Regions from separate parts of the Mus musculus genome. Here region 2 is linked to region 1. Evidence: chromatin contacts called from public capture Hi-C data. All regions are on one chromosome and are shown on one strand. Each heading gives the region's core, a stretch centred on a gene start, on an enhancer-like site or on the middle of the called end of the contact. The rest is flanking DNA. Distances are from core to core; before and after follow the strand shown. Region 1 overlaps Clec5a (C-type lectin domain family 5, member a). Region 2 overlaps Mgam (maltase-glucoamylase).

Evidence for each region. Capture Hi-C pulls out chosen DNA fragments and counts their contacts.
Region 2: a contact with region 1 is called in a capture Hi-C map of bone marrow-derived macrophages, with 4 times the contacts expected there. The contact joins two enhancer-like sites. A contact is called at or near these places in 3 of 9 other capture datasets (adipose tissue, bone marrow-derived macrophages and pancreatic islet).

The regions. Positions count from the first base shown.
Region 1 is chr6:40,574,270-40,581,651 of GRCm38.p6, forward strand. It overlaps Clec5a (C-type lectin domain family 5, member a), which reads right to left. Exons shown (of 7, transcript NM_001038604.1): 6 at 5,104-5,210; 7 at 629-3,811. The coding sequence ends at 3,697. Among named protein-coding and RNA genes, the nearest start is that of Olfr460, 6.6 kb to the left of the region's middle. Within about 2 kb of position 1,777, at least 46 of the 459 cell types and tissues checked have an H3K27ac peak or open chromatin away from gene starts, as enhancers often do. A contact at or near this core is called in bone marrow-derived macrophages, where this site is marked.
Region 2 is chr6:40,726,470-40,733,175 of GRCm38.p6, forward strand. It overlaps Mgam (maltase-glucoamylase), which reads left to right. Exons shown (of 94, transcript NM_001368875.1): 60 at 120-258; 61 at 2,158-2,291; 62 at 2,416-2,450; 63 at 2,542-2,658; 64 at 3,077-3,225; 65 at 3,882-3,966; 66 at 4,770-4,826. Among named protein-coding and RNA genes, the nearest start is that of Mgam, 100 kb to the left of the region's middle. Within about 2 kb of position 4,957, at least 14 of the 459 cell types and tissues checked have an H3K27ac peak or open chromatin away from gene starts, as enhancers often do. A contact at or near this core is called in bone marrow-derived macrophages, where this site is marked.

The DNA of each region.
Region 1 (7,382 bases), core at 527-3,026:
GCATGAAGGAAGAAAAGACTTGGTACTGTGCACCTTTCAATATTCTTTTTATTTCTGCAAACATATACTAATTTATACTATGAATTATAAATAAAATTTCCTGTACAAAATAAAATAATTGAATCTCTCTTATTTTTCTTAAAGGGTATGCAAAGTCAAACTCCTATTCAATTTTAATATATGCCACAGGCCCAAGATCTTCAGTCTACATACATTTGTTCAAGTAAAGAGAGATTTTGTTAAGTAGTCTTGATGTTAAATCATGGTATTTTTGGGAACAGTTTTGGATGCATACCTGTAATCCTAGTCCTTAGGAGGCAGAGGGAAGAGGATTGTAAACCCAAAGCTATGCTGAGTTGCACATTGATTTCTAGACTGGTGTTAACTGTGTAGCAAGAGCCTATCTTAAAACAAAGGAGTTATAAAAGAGGGCATAAATCTATTTTATAAAGTTCTAATTCCGGCTTTTTTTGGGGGGTGGGCTTGAGTGGTGGATAAATGCTTAAAATACATTCACTACTGGAAGTGTAAAATTTAATGAAAAGTCACACAGCTTCCAGTTCAAATGTCATTTCTAATTATATATAAAATTCATTTATTTGTATAGACTTTGGGTCTGGTTGATTTTGGTGTGTGATGTTTTTATTTATATGCAAAGTTTTTTATATGCAACCTTTTAATAATAAAATTTACTAAAAAAACCCACACCAAAAAAAAAAAAAACCACAAAACAAAGGAAGGACACTATAACTTATTGCTAGAAAGGTAGTATGTAGAAAGTGCTGAGTTTCATCTTCAGCATGCCTTAAGACACAATTATGGAGGTATTTCTAGATTTTTACAAAGAGGCTGAGAGCTCAAGACTATTAACAAAATAAGATGTGTTGATATAACCATATCCTTTCCTTACATCTTAAGTTAAAATGTCCAATAGAAAGAAAAACATCATTCTCAGCAGAAGAGGTTACTCAAAGTACAAGAAAGATGATAAAGAATGGAGATGAAATAAACATCAAAATCACCATAGGAACACATTAGCATAAAGCAAGGCAGTTAGGTAACAGTGCATATTGGCAAGGGTATGGCAAATATTAGAGTCCATACATATTCCCGATGGAAGGTGCAATGGTTCAGTAGCTTTTGAAGACAGAAAGTTCTTTACATAATGTATCAGATAACAAGATGAATTAGCAGTCTCACTCCTAGGTGTATGCTTGAGAAATGGATGTTTGTAGGAGTTATAATAGTTGACAGGTACAAAGCTAAAATACCAATCAGCCATTGAAGGAATAAACAAATGGAATAGTATTCATCCATAGAATGAAATACAGATTGTATGTACAAATAACAAGCTTTGTACCACTGTAACACATGCCTGAGATACATAGCTTATCAAAAGGTTTTAGAGATTTCAATCCCTAATTAGTTGGCCACACTTTATGTTAAAAGCATACAATAGAGGACAACCGCTCCTGGCTTGGGAGCAAAATGAAAGGGCTGAGGATAGTACTGCCCTCAGAGAGACCACACTCTCAGGGACCTAAATCAATTCCAGGAGTTCCAGGCTCTACCACATTCCAATATCACAATCCTAGGGAATGAGCCTTTGATCTACGGGGGACACTCAAGATACAGACTGGGAAACTGCGATATGCTGAAATTCATGGGTGAATCTTGAAAATCTTATTCTAAGCAGAGGAAGTAGTAAAGAAGGACATACATTGTATGATTCTATTCATATGACAGCCAGCAGAAGGAACTCTGTAGAGACGGGAAGTAGATCAGGATTTCTTTTTTAGGGGACGGCTGTAAACTACTGTGAATGTACCAAACCTATTGAGCTGTACATTTCAAATGGGTAATTTAGTGGCTATTCCTGGTTGTCAAAAATTTTCGGACATGTTACTTATATTCTAATGAAGCTATAAAGACTATACCTAGTGTGCCTGATGTGTAAGGGAAAGTATCTTAGAACTTAGGTCAAAACTCCAACCCAAATGTCTTATTAATTCCATCTTAAAACTCATATCACTGCTCCCTAACAAAGGCCACATTTATTTACCCTTCACGAGTCCCTTCCCTAGTAATTGAAACAATATACACAGAGTCCCTGAATATTCTTTTTCTCATGCCAGCCCCTGTGCAGGCTTCTTTAAGAACCTGTACATGAGTAACTTCTCATCTTGTGGGAGATTCAGACTTCAACCACAGAAATCACTAGATGTCCTCATTTCCTGACCCCAGGAGTCTGCAACTCTTCTGTCCAAAGATAGGAAGTGTGGCAATGAAAGTTCCCCTTTCTCAAAAAGGACCAAGATTTCCTTTCTGTTGTCTGAGTTATGGGTCTGACCTCTGGTTAGAACACAATTGCTTCTCCCTACCATAGATTCTGCCCACCTTGTCCCAGCTTTGATGTATTAAGACTATCAGAGAACACATAGCTCATTGGGTACAAATGTAATTCCAGTATCTACTAGATCATTTCTGATGACCTTCTTCAAACAGGTTTTAATAGGAAGTACATTGTCCTATTAAAATATAAATCTGCTAATACACGAAATATGAAACCTAGAAACTATAAAATAACTTAGTATTATAATAACAGAATTCACAATTTATTTTGACTAGTAATGCACATACATATTGCTATTAGTTGAAAATAATGAATTGATTATTGGATGGTTTTAATTCCTTTAGCTTTCTATAGGCTTCTCTGTAGTTTAATTTTTGCTACTTAAAACAACCAGCACATCTCTTTTCTCCTATACTTTATGCAGCTTGTACCTTCTTGAGATAACAGCCAAGGTATCCAAAAAGTTTTCAACCTCATTCCTGCCTTTCTTTCCTTGTGATCAAATTAACCTCTGCTTCATCTCTCATGGTGCCCATTTGTCCCCAATTTTGCCTTTTCTCTTCTAATGAAAAGATATTATTTATGTCACAATAGATTTTATCCAAAACCTGAAAAAAATTTAGCTTGAGTGTTTTTCCTGGCTCCTCCTGTCTCTTTTTCTCCTGCCCATCATTCCTTTTCCCCCTCCTTCCCACTTCTCCTTTCTTCCTATCTCTTTCCTTCTCCTCCTTGTTTATCTCTGTCCTATTCAGAACTTTCTTCATTCCCTCAATATTTGTTCAGTACCAAGTCGAGCTGTAGAGGTCCTTCCCCAATTCAGAAGGACCTCTGCTTCTACGATGTTGTATGGGAATGGGAGGCTTTCTGGAATGGGGGATGTTGTGAAGCCAAGTTTATATTCTTCTGCCCATAGTGCTTCCTAACAGTTCTCATATCTGTTCCACGAGCAGTTTCTCCTCAGTGGCGTGGGCATGTTCTCTAAGGATCAAACAGTTCTGACAACAGACAAAACCCTACTGATTAGTTAAAAGGCTCAGCTCTACAGAAACAGACTGCATTTCCATATTGATTTCATCTCCAGAATCCTGGCTCTGTCTGCAGATAACTAGAATCCAGTCCCCTCTCACAGGAAGTGTGGTCTTAGGGAATACTTGGTCAGAAAGGGAGTTTTACTATGTGAAGATGTTTGTGGAGTAACAAATTGACTTTGAGGATTCAATAGGGAACTCCACCTATGGAAGATGGGCACAGTCTTTGATGCTCTATATTTCCTGGGCTGGTTTCAGTCACAACTAATCTCCTTTGCTAGCTCTGTAAAAATTCACTCTTGTAGAGATCTATGATCATTTGGCATTCATTTCGCAGATCCAGCGATAGCTGACTTCACATGATGCAGCATCATATGTCTTCGTCAGACCTATAGTGACACAGTCGAAGTTCTGGTCCTGATTGGTAACACTAAATGAAAAGAGAAAGCTTGGTTAGGCTTCTGGTTTCTACTCTGAGTTTAACTGTTTGTGATGTGAGGTTCTCATGGGAACTGCGCATGGAGGGAATACAGCTTCATGAAACCACACAACCTCCTCCTTGGCACTGAGTCTTTCATCCCAACTTAGATCCCTGCTTTTCAATACACAGTCACCAATCCAGCCCCACACCCACTGCTTTCTTTCAACTCTCCTGTGAACATTCACAGAGTCCGAGAATCTAGGTCTAACTTGCTCATATTAGGTTGAAAATATCCCATGTACTGTCACCCTAATCATATTTTAGTACTGGATGCATGTTTATAACAGGGAGATCCAAGGCAGGGCAGGAGGAGAGGGATATTTTTTAATCCTTTCCTGGATTTGAGCTTGTTCTAGGAAAAACTTGGTGAAGTTAACTGTTGGCATTCCTATACTTCCTTTCTGTCATTCAAATCCTTTTGGGCTGACTGCAAAGCCTCATTTCATTGAAAAAGTAGCATGCTATTTGGGATCAAGGGACTGTAGAATCAAATGATGGCTCTGCTCTGTTGGTATATGAAACTCAACACATTTCTAACACATTCTCACACTCAGTGCAACAGCTTGGGAGTAATGAAAGCTTTCTCCATGGCTTCCCAGTGAACACACTAAGAGGCAATTCGTACTTAGCACAGCACAGCACAGTGCGTGATGGAGAGTAGATACTGAGTGGATATTAATTTTCTTCCCCCTGTAAGGAAATCCGTTTACAGTTTGGAGACCCAGCTTGGTCCTTGTTTGACTCATTATTTCCATATGAATACTGGAATATTACAACCTCCTGGAAACTTTGACTCCATGGAGTGATGCCTTGAAGGGCTCTTGAGGGTTATAGGTTCAACTTTGAGTCACAGATAAGGCTTAGGTATATAATAAACTTTTTTCTTAATGAAGGAGCTATATCTGGGGAAATGACATGACAAATAGCTTAATGGTCTATGAAATATTATATGATGTACAGTAGCAGATTTAATGTATGATAATATATTAATATAATTTAATATAATTATAACATAATATGTTAATACAATAATATATAATATATTATTATAATATTAAAATATTATATATAAATAAAATATAAAAAGAATAAAAGTTAAATAGGAAAGAAATGGGTTGGAAGCAACTAGAAAAGTAGAATAGAGTCCAGTCTAAGTCTCTGAACTATCAGCTATCTCAGGTATCTCAGGTTTTGTCTTATGTAAATAAATATCTTCAGAGAAATGCAGGCTGTTCACGTACTTGCCATTGAACACAGAGTTGTTGATCCAGCGCCACTTTTTCTCTCCAGGCTGACGTACCAAACCAATAAAGTAATTCTCAATACCAGCTATGTCCTGAAGATACTTCTAGAAATTAAAAAAAGAAGTCCATCAGTGAGCTCTTCACCTCTGCATCCCGAGCTGGAGGTCAATGGTTGGTCTGGTTCTGCGAATCAGGAAGGCAGCCACGGTCCAGATTAATGGCCATTAATCCCTGAGAAGTTCTGCAACTTTGCAAACACAGAGTGCCTAGCTTCTGGTGCGGAAACTAATGTTAAGGATGAAGAACTTACACTATTGATAAATACCCTGGTGATGTCAGTATTGTTTTTCTGAGTCAAGCAGAAGGAATGGGAAAGGAAAACACCACAGTCAAAAACAGGTCATTTCACATACACATTTTATGTCTGGCACGATTCTCTTTGTAGAATTTTTCATCAAATCTAGAAAATTTCACACTCTCAATTAAGTTATATCAAGTGAACAAAAATGTATTGAGAGTTATAGCAAAGTATCAATGATGTGATCTTTTTCTGTAGTCAATACGCCGAGGAGGCTGGGCAGAGTAGCGCGGTGGGAGTTGGGCACACCAAAACTTAAATGGAGAGTAGAGGAAATGGAGGGCTCAAGTTTTCTCGTTCTTTCTTCTTTTCACCCTCTGTTTTCTTCCCCATCCTCTGATTCTCTCTTGCTACCTGAAAACATCTTGCTTTTCCACTTGAGTACTTCATCCTAGAGAATTTGTGGGATTCTGATTGCTGACCTTGGTCATCTGTTCAGGGACAGCCTTCCTGAAAATTCTGCCCCATCAGAGGATGATTTTTTTTTTTTTGGAGGGAGGGATAGAGGAGAAAAATATGAATAGTGTATAGCCTAGTACTTAGCATCTAACCAATGGTAAGGTTTGAAGAAGAGACAACTATAAATTGATGAACATAATGTTCTAATGTTTATATATATGATCTTTGTCAGATAACTTATTTTGGTGGAGAAGGTTATCAGTTGGTGAAGCATCTGCTGTCTAAGTGTGACTACTTGAGGTCAGATCCCTTGAACTCATGGGAAATCCCAAGGATGCAATGAACATCTGTAATCCCAGCTCTCCTATGACAGGATGAGAGGCAGAAACAGGAAGAAGACTGGGTGAAGCTAACCTCGATATGTACTGGTGAATAATAAGCCACCCTGACTCAAGGAAGATTGAAGGTGAGACTGTGGCACATGTGTGCCCACATGAACACACACACACACACACACACACACACACACACACACACACACATACACACACACACAACCATTTCTTTTCTCTAATTTCCTCATTGCATATGCATAAAATATGCATACTAATATGTTTCATGGCTTTCATAAGATAAAAGGATACAATAAACAGAGCTGCTACATAGTATTAGCCTATTTTCATTATCACAAAGGTAAAATGCAAACTTTTATCTTATTCTTTGTTTCTCACATTACTAATTATATTAACATATTTTTCTTATGTGCAATGAAATGATACATTAATATCTTAGTAACTAATATCTTCCTTTTTTACTATATACGTTAGCATCTCACAAAATATTCTGTAATTTTTCAGTAACTTATATTTTATTATATTTGACATTCATTCATTTACTCATTTTTGTGTTAGTGTATTTTGTGAGCTTATATGTATATATTTATTTGTACAATCATACATGTGGCACTTTTGGAGGTTAGAGAACCAATTGTGGGAGCTGGTTCTCTCTGAGATCATGTAAGTCTCAGAGATTGAACTCAGGTCATCAGGTCCAGTGGCAGGAAAGTTTATCTGCTAAGCCATCTTAGCAGGTTCATATGTCATTCATTCAGTTATTTTTATGTATGTATGTATGTATGTATGTATGTATGTATGTATGTATGTATTTTATTTATTTTAATTTATTTATTTTATACTATATATGTGCTCACATTTGAGTGACACAGTCTTTCTGTGGAGACCAGAGGACAGTTTATGAGAGTTCCTCCTTTCCTTGTATTATGTGACTCTCAGATCTCTGAGACTGAACTCAGGTCATCAGACTTGGTAGCACATGACTTTACCCACTGAGCTATCCTCATGGTCCTTAAGCTGCTTCTTCAGGTCTTTGGTCAATTCTTGCACTTCAAATGTCCTGGTACGTCCCTAGAGTATGAGCCTGATGCTTGGTTTATAGAGAAGACAACAAAAATCTAGACTTCTAGTTTAAATGGAAATGAAGAACCTTCCAATCTCAGGTT
Region 2 (6,706 bases), core at 3,707-6,206, 160 kb after region 1:
GGGAAGGGGACCCAGATGGAAATCAAATTTAACTTAAGTTCTACAGATCAGTTCACTAGTAAGAGGTCCGGAATGAGAAGAATAATAACCGTCTTCCACTGTCTTAAATCTCTCCTTAGACGTTGAAGGCAGAGACAGGGGCCTGAGCAGCAAGACGCTGTGCATGGAGAGTGAGCACATCCTTCCAGATGGCTCCCGAGTGCAGCACTATGATGTGCACAGCCTGTACGGGTGGTCCCAGACCAGACCCACCTACGAGTGAGTGACTCTGCCTTCTCCTGTTGGTCTACTTCTGTGATGGGTGTTGTAGTGTCTCTACTTTTCCATTTGTTTTCCATTCTAAGGACGAGTATAAAGTAATTGTAATAACCATGTAGCAATTATGTATGTATGTATGTATTTATTTATTTATTTATTATTAGATATTTTATTTATATACATTTCAAATGTTGTCCCGAAAGTTCCCTATACTCTCCCTCCACCCTGCTCCCCTACCCACCCACTCCCGCTTCTTGGCCCTGGCATTCCCCTGTACTTGGGCATATAAAGTTTACAATATCAAGGGGTCTCTCTTCCCAGTGATGGCCGACTAGGCCGTTTTCTGCTATATATGCAGCTAGAGACTCGAGCTCTGGGGATACTGGTTAGTTCATATTGTTGTTCCACCTATAGGGTTGCAGACCCCTTCAGCTCCTTGAGGGCCTTCTCTAGCTTCTCCATTGGGGTCCTGTGTTCCATCTTATAGATGACTGTGGGCATCTACTTCTGCGTTTGCCAGGCACTGGCATAGCCTCATATGAGACAGCTATAACAGGGTCCCTTCAGCAAAATCTTTCTGGCATATGCAATAGTGTCTGGGTTTGGTAGAGATGCCCATGAACATACAAGAAGTCTACAGAACTCCAAATAGACTGGACCAGAAAAGAAATTCCTTCCGACACATAATAATTGGAACAACAGTTGCACTAAATAAAGATAGAATATTAAAAGCAGTAAGGGAAAAAGGCCAAGTAACATATAAAGGCAGGTCTATTAGAATTACACCAGACTTCTCACCAGAGACTATGAAAGCCAGAAGATCCTGGACAGATGTTATGCAGACCCTAAGAGAACACAAATGCCAGCCCAGGCTACTATACCCAGCCAAACTCTCAATTACCATAGATGGAGAAACCAAAGTATTCCATGACAAAACCAAATTCACACATATCTTCCCATGAATCCAGCCTTTCAAAGAATAATAAAGGAAAAACACCAACACAAGGACGGAAACTACACCCTAGAAAAAACAAGAAAGTAATCCTTCAACAAACCTAAAAGAAGACAGCCACAAGAACAGAACTCCAACTTTAACAACAAAAATAACAGGAATCAACAATTACTTTTCCTTAATATCTCTTAATATCAATGGACTCAATTCCCCAATAAAAAGACATAGACTAATAGACTAGCTACACAAACAGGACCCAACATTTTGTTGCTCACAGGAAACCCATGGAGCAATTCTTATTTGTTAAGCAATATCTTTGTAGTTGTGGAGCCATCCCTGTGAGAAAATCAGTAGTCCTCTTGAGCATACCCACAGGTACACTGTAAGTCATTGTGCAGAATAGTCAGTACTGTGGTATCACTGGTTACAAGAGAAAAAGGAGTGGCTGAGTGTTAGAAACCTTGCCTTCTTATGTTGAAAGTGAGTCTTTGTCTGTTGAAAGGTGTTTGTCTTTGCCCACTCCTGTTGGATAGTCAGTGGGCCTTTTGTTCAAGTAGTTAGCATGCTCACAATGTAAGCCAAAAGAAAAATAATTATCTTAAGGTAAATCCTGATAGGATTTATCATATTCTTTCTCGAATATCAAGTCACGTATGAGAGAATAAACAGACAGATCCTGTAAGTGCTTACTACTCGGGGACAAGCCAATGACTTTGTAACATGAGGAGATAGTTTGAAAACAACTGTTTAAAAAACTTTTTACTGCCTTTATTATCCTTATCAGGTAGCCAGTCCTCCTCTAATGAGTCATATTTCTATAATTCTTGTAGTCATACAGGAAAGATTTTTAAAAAAGATATTCTAAGTGCAAGGACTCTGGGGAGGAAGCTCTATGGTCAAACTTCCCCTGCCCTGCCATGAATTTTTCTACTTGTTTCCCCAACCAGAGCTGTGCAGGAGGTGACCGGAGAGAGAGGGATCGTCATCACACGCTCCACATTCCCCTCTTCTGGACGCTGGGGAGGACACTGGCTGGGAGACAACACAGCTGCCTGGGACCAGCTGGGGAAATCCATCATTGGTGTGTGGGTGTGCCCAGGGGTGTGCCTGCTTCTGCAGACAGGGGTGGGAGTAAGATCCTTGGTGAAGGGGGAGAAGGGTGCAGAGAATGTCCTGTGCTGACCCTGCTGCATCTCTCATTGCAGGCATGATGGATTTCAGCCTCTTTGGCATATCCTATGTAAGTGTCCTTTACATGCTCCTCCTCCCTAGGAAGGTAGCAGTGTCTCTTAGAAAGCACCAAGAGCTGACTTTGTTCCATGTTGTTTCAGACCGGGTCAGACATCTGTGGGTTCTTTCAAGATGCTGAGTATGAGATGTGTGTTCGCTGGATGCAGCTGGGCGCCTTTTACCCCTTCTCCAGGAACCACAACACCATTGGGACCAAGGTATGATGTCAGCTTTCTCATCCATATTATTTCACTGCATATATATATATATATATATATATATATATATATATATATATTACCAGTTTTTGAGAGCATTCCGGCTGTCTGTGTTACCTGGTGAATCTTTAAATCCATTAATGCCTTTCCTATAAATCATAGTTTTCAATATTATTTTGGTTATTCTTTTTGCTTAGGGACTAATTTCCATTATAGCTCATATAGAATGTTTTAATGTTTTTTTTTTAAAGTATGCTGATGTTTCCCAGTCCATTACAAATAATCTAGGGGTCCCATATATAATTTTCTTTAGTATATGATATTTTAAAGATGTTATATAGTTTAAATATGTCTTCAATGACCTTGAATTCTTAGGTGTCTGGGTGGGTTGTTGAACACTTTCCTCATTCTGTTTTAGAGACAAGACCCTGTATCCTGGAATAAAACCTTTGAGGATATTTCCAGAAGTGTGTTGGAAACCAGATACACCCTGTTGCCATATCTCTACACCTTGATGTACAAGGCCCACATGGAGGGCAGCACAGTTGTGCGGCCCCTTCTCCATGAGTAAGTGTTGAGATGGATTTCTGTTAATAGACATTGTGTTTAACCTCTTAGGTAGGGGTTGATTAAAACACTTCTTCCACTCTGAAGCTGTGACTCTCTTTTGTCAGTAATGTCCTGGTGGGTCTCATCCTTTACCAGTGCTTACCACAGGTCTTCAATGAAAGGCCAGCCATTGAATTAAAAAAAAAAAAAAGAAAGAAAATGACTTTTTAACATGGTGAAATAGTTTGAAAACAACTGTTTAAAGAGGCCTTTAAAGGATCTAACATTCTATAGCATTATTTTTTCTTCATATGACATCCTTTACTTATATTATATTATATTATATTATATTATATTATATTATATTATATTATATTATATTATATTATATACTTTAATCCATTATTTGTTCAGGTTACCTCCATAAGTATTCTACTGAAGATTTAAATTGAAAATGTGCCATAATGAAGAAATAGCTTGTCCATCAACACATTTCTCAAAAATATTTGAGGTTCTGGAATCAGGACAAATGGGATACTTTGAGCTGAGCAGAAGCACAGGAGGCAGAGAACACATAGGGTCTCTGACATGCGTTTTAACTTGAGAATTTCTTCAGTGCATTAAGTCAAATTCCTACTGAGGTCTGGTTGTGACACCTTCAATTTCCTTTCCAGATTTGTGTCAGACCGGAAGACCTGGAATATAGACAAACAGTTCCTGCTGGGTCCAGCTTTCCTAGTCAGCCCTGTGCTAGAGCCTGTGAGTATGGAGGCCTCTGAGAACTGGAGAATCCCAACTGCTAGGCTGAGTAAATATGGAGAAGGAAGTGAGGAATGAGATACATCCTCAAACAGGGTTTCTTGGTCTATATTTGTCTAATGGTTCTTCAGAGTAGAATTCTGGGTCTTGAGTTTTCTGCCCTCAAATCCTTCTTTACATCAGTCAAGAGGAATATTGTTCCACACTTTATATAAACATGATTGTTTTCCCAATGACTACAATGAAACATGTAGAATCATGTGTGGGACGTAGTGTATAGATTCTTCATAGCCTCTTACCATATATAGCTGAAGTGCTCAGAGCTGCTTGCAGCAGTGTGCCCCCCTTGTGTCTGGGTGTACTTGACTTCCTTGTGTGGTTACACGTACAACAGGAGATGTTTCTTTACAGCTTCTGTATCTAGGTGAGCATGTAACTAAACAGAAAAGCGAATTAAACCACCTTGAAATACTTTTGAACCTACAGATTTTTTTCCCTGCTTTATACCTAGCCTTGGGTATTGTATCCTTAGAGAATGGATGGATAAGTCTTCAAGCAGGAGGTGGTCATTTTCTTTGAGTTCCTGTCCCCCAAAGGGCTTTAGTGAAGCTTCTAGTTTTTGTTGGGCCATTTCCACCCGTAGAAGTTGGGTAAGAATACAGGAGTTCTCAGCATTGGTGATATTAGGAAGCTGGGGTAACTGTATCCAATTTCAGCTCTAGTATTTTATGCCAGGGTACCTGGCAATTTGCTTACTCTGTCTCAAATTGCAATACCCACATGTGGTCTGTGTTTAATTTCAGAATGCCCGAAACATCAGTGCATATTTCCCCACAGCCCTCTGGTATGACTATTACACGGTAAGTTTGCTAAATGTTTATAAAACCTGGCAGTGTCAGAGTTCAATGTCTTTGATTATGACAGACTCATAAGACAACATAAGAAAATATGACTCTGGAAATCACCTGCTATGGTCTGGCATGAGCCACTCAATCCTTGTGAGCTAAATTTTCTCACTTCCTATTTGTATCAGACAAGTGTTAGTCACTCTTTTAGAGAAGTGCTATAAAGAAACATGTAATCTTGTCATCTTGTGCCTGGCTTGATGTAAACAATATCTTTGCTTATATCATTGCTAGCTACATGGTAAACACAGTGAAAATCTCTTTTTGTCTCCCTGACACCAGAAAGCACTTAATAGTGATGTTTGATTACATTTATGTTTACATGAGTTCGTTCTTTTCCCTTCTGTATTTCTAAGTGTCTGCTGCTGTTGCACAGATGCTCAAAGAATTACTCCATATGATTAGCTGAGACAGGTGAGATATGGCACTGTCAATGAAAAACACAGATATTACTTCAAAAAAGAATATGAAGTAATTTATTTGGTGTCAAGTATGAGTGGCTATGACCAGGGATCAAGGATTCAAGTTGCCTCATATGACATGGTGCACTGTGAAAACAGATACAGGAACTTTTTATAGTCCTATAGGTGAACAAATAGCTGTTCAGCTTTTACAGAAAGCTGAAAGTCGGGACATTTATCACATAACTTGTCTTATTTATAGAGGGGCAGAGATAAGAGGATTTAGCCAGTCTAGCCAATCAGCCTCTCCAGGTTCAGTGACAGACCTTGTCTCAAAACACCAATGGACAGACAAATACAATGGAGAGAATGTTGACTAGAGCAATCAGGCCTGCTCATGCCTGTGCATGTGCACACACACACACACACACACACACACACACACACACACACATAGATGGAGGGTGGGAGAGGAGAAAGGGAGAGAGAGAGAGAGAGAGAGAGAGAGAGAGAGAGAGAGAGAGAGAGAGAGAGAGAGAGACTAATGCATATGTACAACTCATATACAGCCACGCACACACATATGAACACATATACACACACAAACACACAGGATCTCAAACACACACACTAATGTGCATATAAATGTTCATAGAATGCCAAAGTCTAGCCCCAGTCTTTAGAAGTACAGTTACTGAGGTGGGATACAGCGTTGGATAAAAGCCAAAGACTGATAATCTTTGGCCTTGTAACTCTCTGTTACTATTTTGTGTCTAAAAGCCACTGGTTTCCTACTCTTCTGTGGCCTAATGCCTCTGGTTTCTGGCACTTAACTCCTGCTGTTAGCATCAGGGGATTAAGTAAAGGAGCTTTAGTTGCTGGGGATCTTTGCTCTCTGGCTCACAGACCCCATCACTGGCTAGGCAAGAGGCTTGGAGCTCTTTAACATTTTGTGAATCAGAGAAAAAAGAAAAGAAGAGAAAGAAAGGAGGAAATAAGGAATAGAGAAAATTTGTGCATGCAGAATATATACTTGCTCAACCTAGATGAAGCTGAAGAAAGCTGCACTATCATTTTACTGCCATTTCTAGTTTTTATACTTTGTTAGGATAATTGATCACATGGTTTCCCAAGCATCTTTATGTTCCATAAGTTCATAGCAAGTTCATGTTATAAAATGACAAAGAATTACAGCAGAAATGTTGTGTCTTTCAATTAAGACTGGCACCTGACTAAATATTGATTATCTATCTTTTAGACCTATAAGATCATTATAAGTTTAAAGCTATAATTTTTATGTCACAAGTCAGCATGGTTTTGCCAATAGACAAACCATCTGCCTAGCATATTATTACTTTGAAGTTTTGAATAGATAAATGAGTCAATATTTTACCTTTTGTCTTTGCACTTTCAATAAGTTGCACCTACAATATA